Regions from separate parts of the Hordeum vulgare genome. Here region 1 is linked to region 2. The links are chromatin contacts, called in public Hi-C maps. All regions are on one chromosome and are shown on one strand. The core of a region is the stretch at or near the end of the contact, and the rest is flanking DNA. Distances in the headings are between cores, read along the strand shown.

Region 1 (4,032 bases), core at 664-3,163, 220 kb after region 2:
CGAGAAGATGCAGGCCGACATGCTGAAATTCGACAATGAGTAATCTATGGCGACGAGTGTCATCCTATTTTCATGCCGACAAGTGTGGCCTGACCATGGCCGTGATGGCGTGATCGAACTGCTACCCCTTTTTATGTGTTGGCATGTGTGCCGGTCGCTGGTAAGTGCGTCAACATGAACAGTATGATGTTTTTTGAAGCTGGCATTGTATGCCGGCATGAACTTTGGACGGCGATATGATCGTTGTCTTAATCTACTTTTAAAATATGTGCACGGACATAAAAAAAAATTAAACACGACAAACATCGAACGGACGATCGAGCCAAACGGATAAAAGATGAACAAAAAACGCCGTTGTTTGGTTCCATGCTGAGTTGCTCTTAAGATGCATACTGCTTGGAACAGACCCATTGTATCCTGTCCAAAAATCAAGCGAGTGATCTTTTAATTCGTAACCGGTCGCCGTACGCCAAGGACGGGCCGGTTGACACGGCAACTTAATTTTGTTGGGACTTCCATGTCACTAGCTGAGATGCTCTGGCCCCTTGCCAACGACAAACGCGGCCAAGCCAGTCAGTGGCCCTCAGCTATCGGACGTGCGTGCGGCTGCGTTTGTCTCGGCATGATACACGTTCCCAAGCCTGTGGGGTTCCGATCCAGTCGAGCTTTTAATCTCGGAAATGTGGGGGAATCGCGTCGCTCGTGCTCATCTCCTTTCTGCTGACCTTCCCAAGCCTCAACAGATGTCGACGTGCTGTGGCCACGCAAGTACGCCGTTGCCTACGTCCATCTTGGTCATCTACGAGTGCCCTGCAGCTTCCACGGTGGTACAGTTCAGCCGCATCGTCCATCGGATACAGTACGGACTAGTAGTACAGTATTGTTTTGGCTGGAGCAGGGAATGCCAGCCCGGGAACAGCCTACACCAGCTGCGTCTGTTACAAGCACTATCTTAGCAACATTTTAACGCATGTATACGTACTAGCACTAGTATCACAGATGGACGCTCTGAATTAACAAATCTGTCCAGAAATTTGCTTCGAACGGTCTTCCTGGAAACGACGTTCTTGCAGGTCTGCAGCACGAGCTTGGAAAATGGGAAGTGCCCAGCGGCGGGGAGGGGACCGGATCCGCGTCATGCGCTTTCTTCATCTCGAGGACGTGACCAACCAAACCCATTTTCACTGCAGAGCAGAATCCTTTTACGAGTGCACCGAAAAGGTTCCACTTTGCTTGCTGCTTTGGACGTTGTTTTCGCCTGCTCGTGCTCGATCCAGAGTGCTTTGATGACATAGATCCTGCTTTGCCGTTACCGCTTTGTCTGGAGCGGCTTGGATCGACCAGCCCGTTGCGTGCATCAATGCTGGTCTTGGAATTAGGCCCCCCAAAAACACCACGCATGCGCGGTTGCTGCTCACTGAGTCACTGTTGGGCAAATTTGGACGGACGATCTGCATGCCATATCACGTCGCGATACACGCACCGCGTTGGTGGCAATAGGTTGCTTCCCGCGAAAAAAAGATGGGAGTCGTTTTCAACTGGCATGGTGTGGCATGTGCACGATATTTCATCTGACTGAAGCAGACGAACCAACTCAAATAGTACCAACAAACAGCGTGGAGTTGGATCGATGGGCTACGGCATGTTACCGGATTATTCTCCCCCGGATTTCGTTGAACGCACCTGCAGTGAACGTGTACGCTGCGAGTGCCCCGGACATGTTCTTGTGAGCATGCTGTATGTACGTAGATATAACATGGCAAAAAGAAAAGAAAAGATACATGCTAACCGTCGGAAACTCAACGACCGAATCCCTCTCTTCTCTCAAGAGAAAATAAAACTCAACCACCGGGAACCGACCAAAGCTCGGAAGCTCGCCCACATCAAGGAGCGAATCTTTTCATTTTTAGTTAAATTTTCTAGGGCTTTTTCTTGCTTTGAATACTTACGTACATCACTCACCTGAATGAGTGAATTACTACGCCATGGCCAAAACAAAGCTAAAATGACGCACAAAACGCTGGGATTAATCGCTCATGAGTCCCACACGGGCGCGCGCCCACACGCACAGTGATGCCCTTGCTCGGAGTCTGCTCTTCCCTCCCCTCTCGTCTCGGCTTCTCGCATCGTCGTATATAAAACCTACCCGTTGTCAAGCTCGGCTCTCCTGCCATTACACCGCCTAGCTAGCTTGCTTCAACACCTCACATACACGCAGAACGCAGCACAGGAAAGCGGAGACCTTGGACCTCCTCGAGTTCTAGCCAGCTGCATGATGGCGAGGCGGCAGAGAGGATTCCGGCTGGGCAGAAAGCTGCTCGGCCTCTGGCGCTGGGCGCTCTGCAACCGCCGGCGACGCCGCGGCGGCGGCTACGCCCGCCTGCAGCGGTGCCAGCTAGGGGCCGGCGCAAAGCCGTTCAACACGGCAGTCGGGAGCGCCAAGCAGCAGCAGCAGCAGCAGCTGGTGGTGTTGCCGCGGGAGCTGGACGAGCCCCGACGGCGGATGCTGGGGTGGGGGCGGTCGCTGGCGCGGCGGATGAGGCTCCTGCCGCGGCGGGGCGAGCGGCTGCTGGAGGAGGCCGGCGAGGCGACGACGCCCAAGGGGCAGGTGGCGGTGTACGTGGGCGGCGACGAGCCCGGCGGGGAGTCGATGAGGTACGTGGTGCCGGTGGTCTACTTCAACCACCCGCTCTTCGGGGAGCTGCTGCGGGAGGCCGAGGAGGAGTTCGGCTTCGAGCACCCCGGCGGGATCACCATCCCGTGCGCGGCCACAAGGTTCGAGCGCGCCGCCGCCATGGCCGCCGCCGGCGGCGGCAGGAAGGCGCCCGGCTGGTGGTAGCACGGCGCGCGCCTCCTGTACAGTACATACATACATACATACATACACATGCGTGCTCGATTGAATAGATAGTTGGATGGATGTGTGTAATTTTCTTTACCAGTTTGACTTTTCTTTTTGTGGGCTGCCTGCCTCTCTGTTTGTGGGCGCGCATGCGATGCGATCATGCGAGCTTATTTTTTTCTTTTAGTTTTAGAGAAGATGGAGGGATGCCTCTATAGCTCTAGTCGAACCTGTTCCCCAACTCCAACTTGCATGCCCATGCTGGACATGGTGATCCTGTGCTTCCTGTACGATCCGGTGGCCGATCTTATTTTGGATCGGAGGGAGTAGCATTTAGTTTGCTGCATGATCGATGGATCATGGTTGTCAATTAACTTCCATGATGAAATGTGGCCTGCCTAGCGTAAACGGATGAAATATTCTTGGCCAAGTTCTTGTGTTGAGAGAGTCATTCATTCTGCTTCCACGATTCCGGATCATGTGTACTCGCACTGTGGTACCGAAAGCGATGTCCGTAATGCGTACTAAAAATAGTCCGTACAACCGGTGTGTTGGAAGGTATTACAAGCTACTCCTGCTTCCTCGTGTTGTGCTGGCGTCACGTTGATTAGCAGAAACAGTGCGCTGCTTTGTCTGCCATGACAACGCTTTCAGGGCGTCCAATGGTGCTTAGCAGAAACAGTGCACTGCTTTGTCTGCCATGACAACGCTTTCGGATCCTTGGGTCCATGTGCCGTTGGATGTTGATCCTAGGGGTAAAATTGTAGTCACCACTATCAAAACAAAGGTGGAGTGCCCACTAATTGTAGTGAAGAAATATCCCGAAAAAAAAACTACAATGAAGAAATGAAAGACAAGTATTGCATCCGTCTAGGTGCATTAGGCATCTTACGAAAATCTATAATAATCTAAAAACGATAAGCCACATTACAGTGATAGTACTAGTTGCATGCATATTAATTAGACCACATTTATTAATTAAATGATCAATGCATGCAATTTATACGGTACATTTTTGGGATTTAACGAGGTCTCCAAATTAGTAGCGCGTTTTCAGTTGAGAAAGAAATACTACGTGTTTAGGTTGATTTATACTACGTGTTAGAGTAGTATAATTGATTTCCTCTACAATTTAGTTTCTTCTCCTCCTACCAAATCTCTTCTACGTGTTTGGGTTACAGTGAATCTTT
Region 2 (4,150 bases), core at 1,521-4,020:
GGTTGGTGAAGCATTAGCCTCGGGACTACCTATACAACCTGGTTCTTCTAGCCATTATTACAAGTCATCGGATCCGAGCTCAAGGTTTGGTTCTGTGAAGCATAGTCGTTGACGTGCAGCTGGTACGGAACTGGTGCTCTCGCGATGACCACATGTGGGTTCTCGGCCGAATCTAGCGCCATGGCAGACGAAACGCCTATAGGATCTAGGTCTTCGGAAATTGATGTCCCGTCAAGGGTTCAGAGTTTGAATTTCCTCTAGTGTTTTGGTTGAGCCGAGGTTTGAGTGCTCCAATATAGAAGACACACCAAAACATATGTGATCGTCAATCTATGATGCCATCAAATCATCTTTACCACACAAAGGGACTTGTATGGGCTACCAATGACAGAGCTAAATTTGGCAGATCTTGGGTAAGGGGTCGCGAGCTGGTGATATTGGCTTGATGGTCACACGATGAATGAGAGACACGATGTTTATCCAAGTTCGGGCCCCTGTATAAGAGGTAAAACTCTACGTCATGCTTCTCATTGTATTGATTGCGTTGGGGGCACAAAGTACAAGTGTTCTACCTCGAGATTGTATGAATCTAACTTAACATATCTTGGCAAAGTTGAAGGTTGCACCAGCGCGATGGTAGATACGCGTGGTGATCATCAATGAAATGGTGTTAGAATCCATAGATTTAGCAAGTGACTCCATTGCTGCAATTAACAACCATTTTGAATTGGCAATGAGAGTGTCACTTAGAAAACCAATGCTCAGGAGATTAGTTTCCTAACAAGTCAGACAACAACAGAGGGCATCGAAGCTTGGTTAGGTGGCTAGAACCGGCCTTCCAAACACCATGTAAATTAGGGATCAATTCGCATGTTTACCTTCTCTACGTATCTAACTCCTAATCAGTTCATAACAAAAACCTGACAATTCCAATAATGCAATATTGTTGCAAGTTCAACTTTCAACAAATATTATGGTTTCATGTGTGTGCAATTGTGTGAGCCCAATGTTTTGAAGAAGAGAAAATGGTAAACAAACAAGTACCTACATGTACATTATCATGTAATCTAAGACGTCGATTACAATTTCACGTTTACTTATAACCTTGCTAGTAAACGACGCCCACGTCCCAGTTCACGTTGCTCGTAATGAGCCAATCCATCTAGAGCGGCTGCGTTTCACCAACCTATTTTCTCAAACTTCTAGAAGCTTATGGCCGGTGTTGAGAAGCTTTTTGGTTGGTTTATCCTAGTTTTCCTTTTCTTTTTCTTTATTTTTTATCGTTCTCTTTCCCCACTTTTTTAGGATTTTATTTTCAAATGTGTGAACCTTTTTATTTTTCAATTATGCATGAACCTATTCAAATGCTGAAATATTTTTTCAAAATTCATTAACTTTCTTTTTGTCCAAATTTAAGATTTTTTGTGATTATTTTAAAGTTAAATGACCTTTTTAGAAAAAATATGTTTTTTAAAATTAAGATTGTTCCCTTTTTTAAAAGCCCAATGTCAACCATCAACTCGTCAATGGTCAATCGGTCCAGCAATTAACCATGTGCAGTTGGGGTAGCCCATAGCCTACGCGCTATTTGATATTGGGGGTGCCAAAAGGGGACCTCCTATACGGCTCTGTAAGCGCTCGTGTGCCTTGCTGGCACCTCCAGCGCCCCGCCTTGGGCCGGCCCATCAAAGAGCTCCGCGCCTCTCCATGCATTGAAAATTTTCATTGATTTTTGGAAGATAAAGTTCACCAATTTTGCAAAAATAGTTCTTCAAATGGGAAAAATGTGGACAAATTTTAAATATAATAATAATCAAGTTTGAAAATGTTTATCACATTTGATAAAAAGGTTCATTATTTTTATAAAAAGTTTACTGATTTCAAAAAACGTTCATCAAATTTGAAAAAAAATTAATCGATGTTCAAAAAAGTTCAACGAATTTGAAAAAAGTCCACCGAAATTTTAAAAAATTCATCGAATTGTAAAAAAATTCATCAAATTTTTTAAAAAGCTCACCGAATTAAATATAGAGTTCACTAATTCTGAAAAAAAGTTCATTGAATTTAAAAAAGTTAATCAAATTTTAAAAAAGATCACCGACTGCAAAAAGAGTTCATTAATTTTGAAAAAAAAGTTCGTCAAATTTGAAAGAAGTTCATCAAATTGAAAAAAATCATCGAATGTGAAAGAAGTTCATCAAATTTAAAAAAAGTTCATCAAATTAAAAAAATTCATTGAATTTTAGAAAAAAGTTTATCAATTTTTAAAAAAGGTTCATTCGGTTTCAAAAAAGCTCATCAATTTTGACAAAACTTTGGTGAATTTTTTTAAAAAAACCATCGATTTGAAGAAAAGGTTCACGAACTATAAAAAATCATCGAGCCATGAAGGAAAAAAAAGGAAAAACATAAACGAAAAAGTGAAGCAAAAAACGAAAAACGGAAGCAAGAAAACGAAAATTAGAAGCAAAAAACGAAAACCAAAGATGGAAATAAGAAAAGAGCAAAATAAAATGAGTGATCAGATCGGGTGTGGTGGCATGGTTGTTACGGCATGCGAACCCGAGCTGGAGATCCAGAGTTCGATTTCCCGCGGCGCCTACTCCCTTTTTTGTATTCAGAATAGAAAGAAAAATGCTGAGATGGGCCGGCCCAGCGCGGGACGTTGCAGCGCCAGTTAGCAGAATTGCACCATAACAAGCGCCTGTGGCGGCAAATAGGATTGGCCTGCCAAAACTGCTAAATAGGAGGCCTCATCCAAAACAAAGAATTATCCCCAACTCCTAGTTGACGCCCTGAGCGTTTGTTATAGGCTAACCCACAAACCAGCGCACACCCCTAACCTCATGGGCCACGACCGTTTACCTTTTATTTTCCTTTCCTTTTAACCTTCAAAAAGTGCGTATGGGTCGTGAGATTCAAAACCAAACATCATGGTTTAGTTCCAAAGGCAGTAGCCACCTTGCGAGTTGTTCTGTATGCTTACTTCTTTGGCTTCCTATTGTGCGTAAATGTAACTCTAAAAATGGATTGTCTTCTTTGTCTGGTTTTCTTTCTCTTAGTTTGGACGATTTAATATTTTTCTTTATTTTTCATTTTCAATTTCATTTTTAATTCCATTTTTTGGATTTATGAACTTTTTAAAGAAATGTGAAGTTTTTAATTGAAGAAAATTTTCTTAAATTCATGAAAAAAAATCAGTTAACTTTTTCACAACTCCAATTTTTTTTTTCAGATGCATGAACTCATTCAAAAATTTACAGATATTTTTCAAAATCCATCAAGATTTTCTTATTTATTCTTTTTTTCAAAATCGGTTGACTTTTTTAATTCACAATCATTTTTTTCAAAATATATGATTTCTACAGTTTTGATGAACTTTTTCAAATGTCATGAACTTTTCCAAAATTAAAAGTCCACAAATCTTTTTGAAATTGATGAACTTTTTTTAATTTGTGAGCACTTTTCAAACCTGTTACCTTTTTTTTTCAAATCCATGAACTTTAGAGTGTCGTGAACATTTTGTCGAACTAGTGAAAATTTGTGAACACTTTTTTCAAACCTGCAACCTTGTTTCTATTTCATTTTTTTCAAACTCGCGAACATTTTTCAAATCCTTATCTTTTGAAGTTCATGAACTTTTTTCAAATTCATGAAAGTTTCTTAAATTTACAAATTTTAAAAATTGGTGAATTGTTTTTCAACTTGTAAACTTTGAAGTCAACGGTGTGATGTATATGGTCAACGGACAATGTAATAGGCTGGGACCATGGATCAACTGGTTAAGGCGTGCCAGCCAACTGATTGAATAAAAAGACAGACAAGGAGCGAGGCGCCGACGAGCAATTGATGTATTAATGGGCTTTGCCCAGTTCAATCTGCAGAGGACGTCAGTAGGGAAAACCGGCGGATATTTCCTATTTTGCGCTGCAGGTGTTAGTTTTTTCCGTTTGTGAACACCGACGCATGCAGCAGCTTTAGTTGGGCTCGGCAATTGTAGCTTCTTTTTTCTGTTTTCCTAAATCCTAACCCAGAAAATAAGCGAGCACAGGGATTCGAACGAGCGAGTTTGTTGTCGAAGGCACAGTGCGCTCGCTGCACTAACCGACAGACTGCATTCACCTCATGTTCATAGTTTTATCTTTTCACT

The links. A called contact is a pair of places that touch in the nucleus more often than the background predicts.
Region 1: a contact with region 2 is called in a Hi-C map of leaf, with 4 times the contacts expected there. The contact joins the promoter of LOC123402872 here to the enhancer-like site in region 2. A contact is called at or near these places in 2 of 6 Hi-C or Micro-C datasets (leaf and an unstated tissue).

Annotation. Positions count from the first base shown.
Region 1 is chr6H:397,548,743-397,552,774 of MorexV3_pseudomolecules_assembly, forward strand. It overlaps LOC123402872 (auxin-responsive protein SAUR36-like), which reads left to right and starts at 1,914. Exons shown (of 1, transcript XM_045096831.1): 1 at 1,914-3,272. The coding sequence starts at 2,273. The coding sequence ends at 2,839.
Region 2 is chr6H:397,326,916-397,331,065 of MorexV3_pseudomolecules_assembly, forward strand. No RefSeq gene overlaps it. Among protein-coding and RNA genes, the nearest start is that of LOC123402872, 220 kb to the right of the region's middle. Within about 2 kb of position 2,771, at least 3 of the 3 cell types and tissues checked have open chromatin away from gene starts, as enhancers often do. A contact at or near this core is called in leaf, where this site is marked.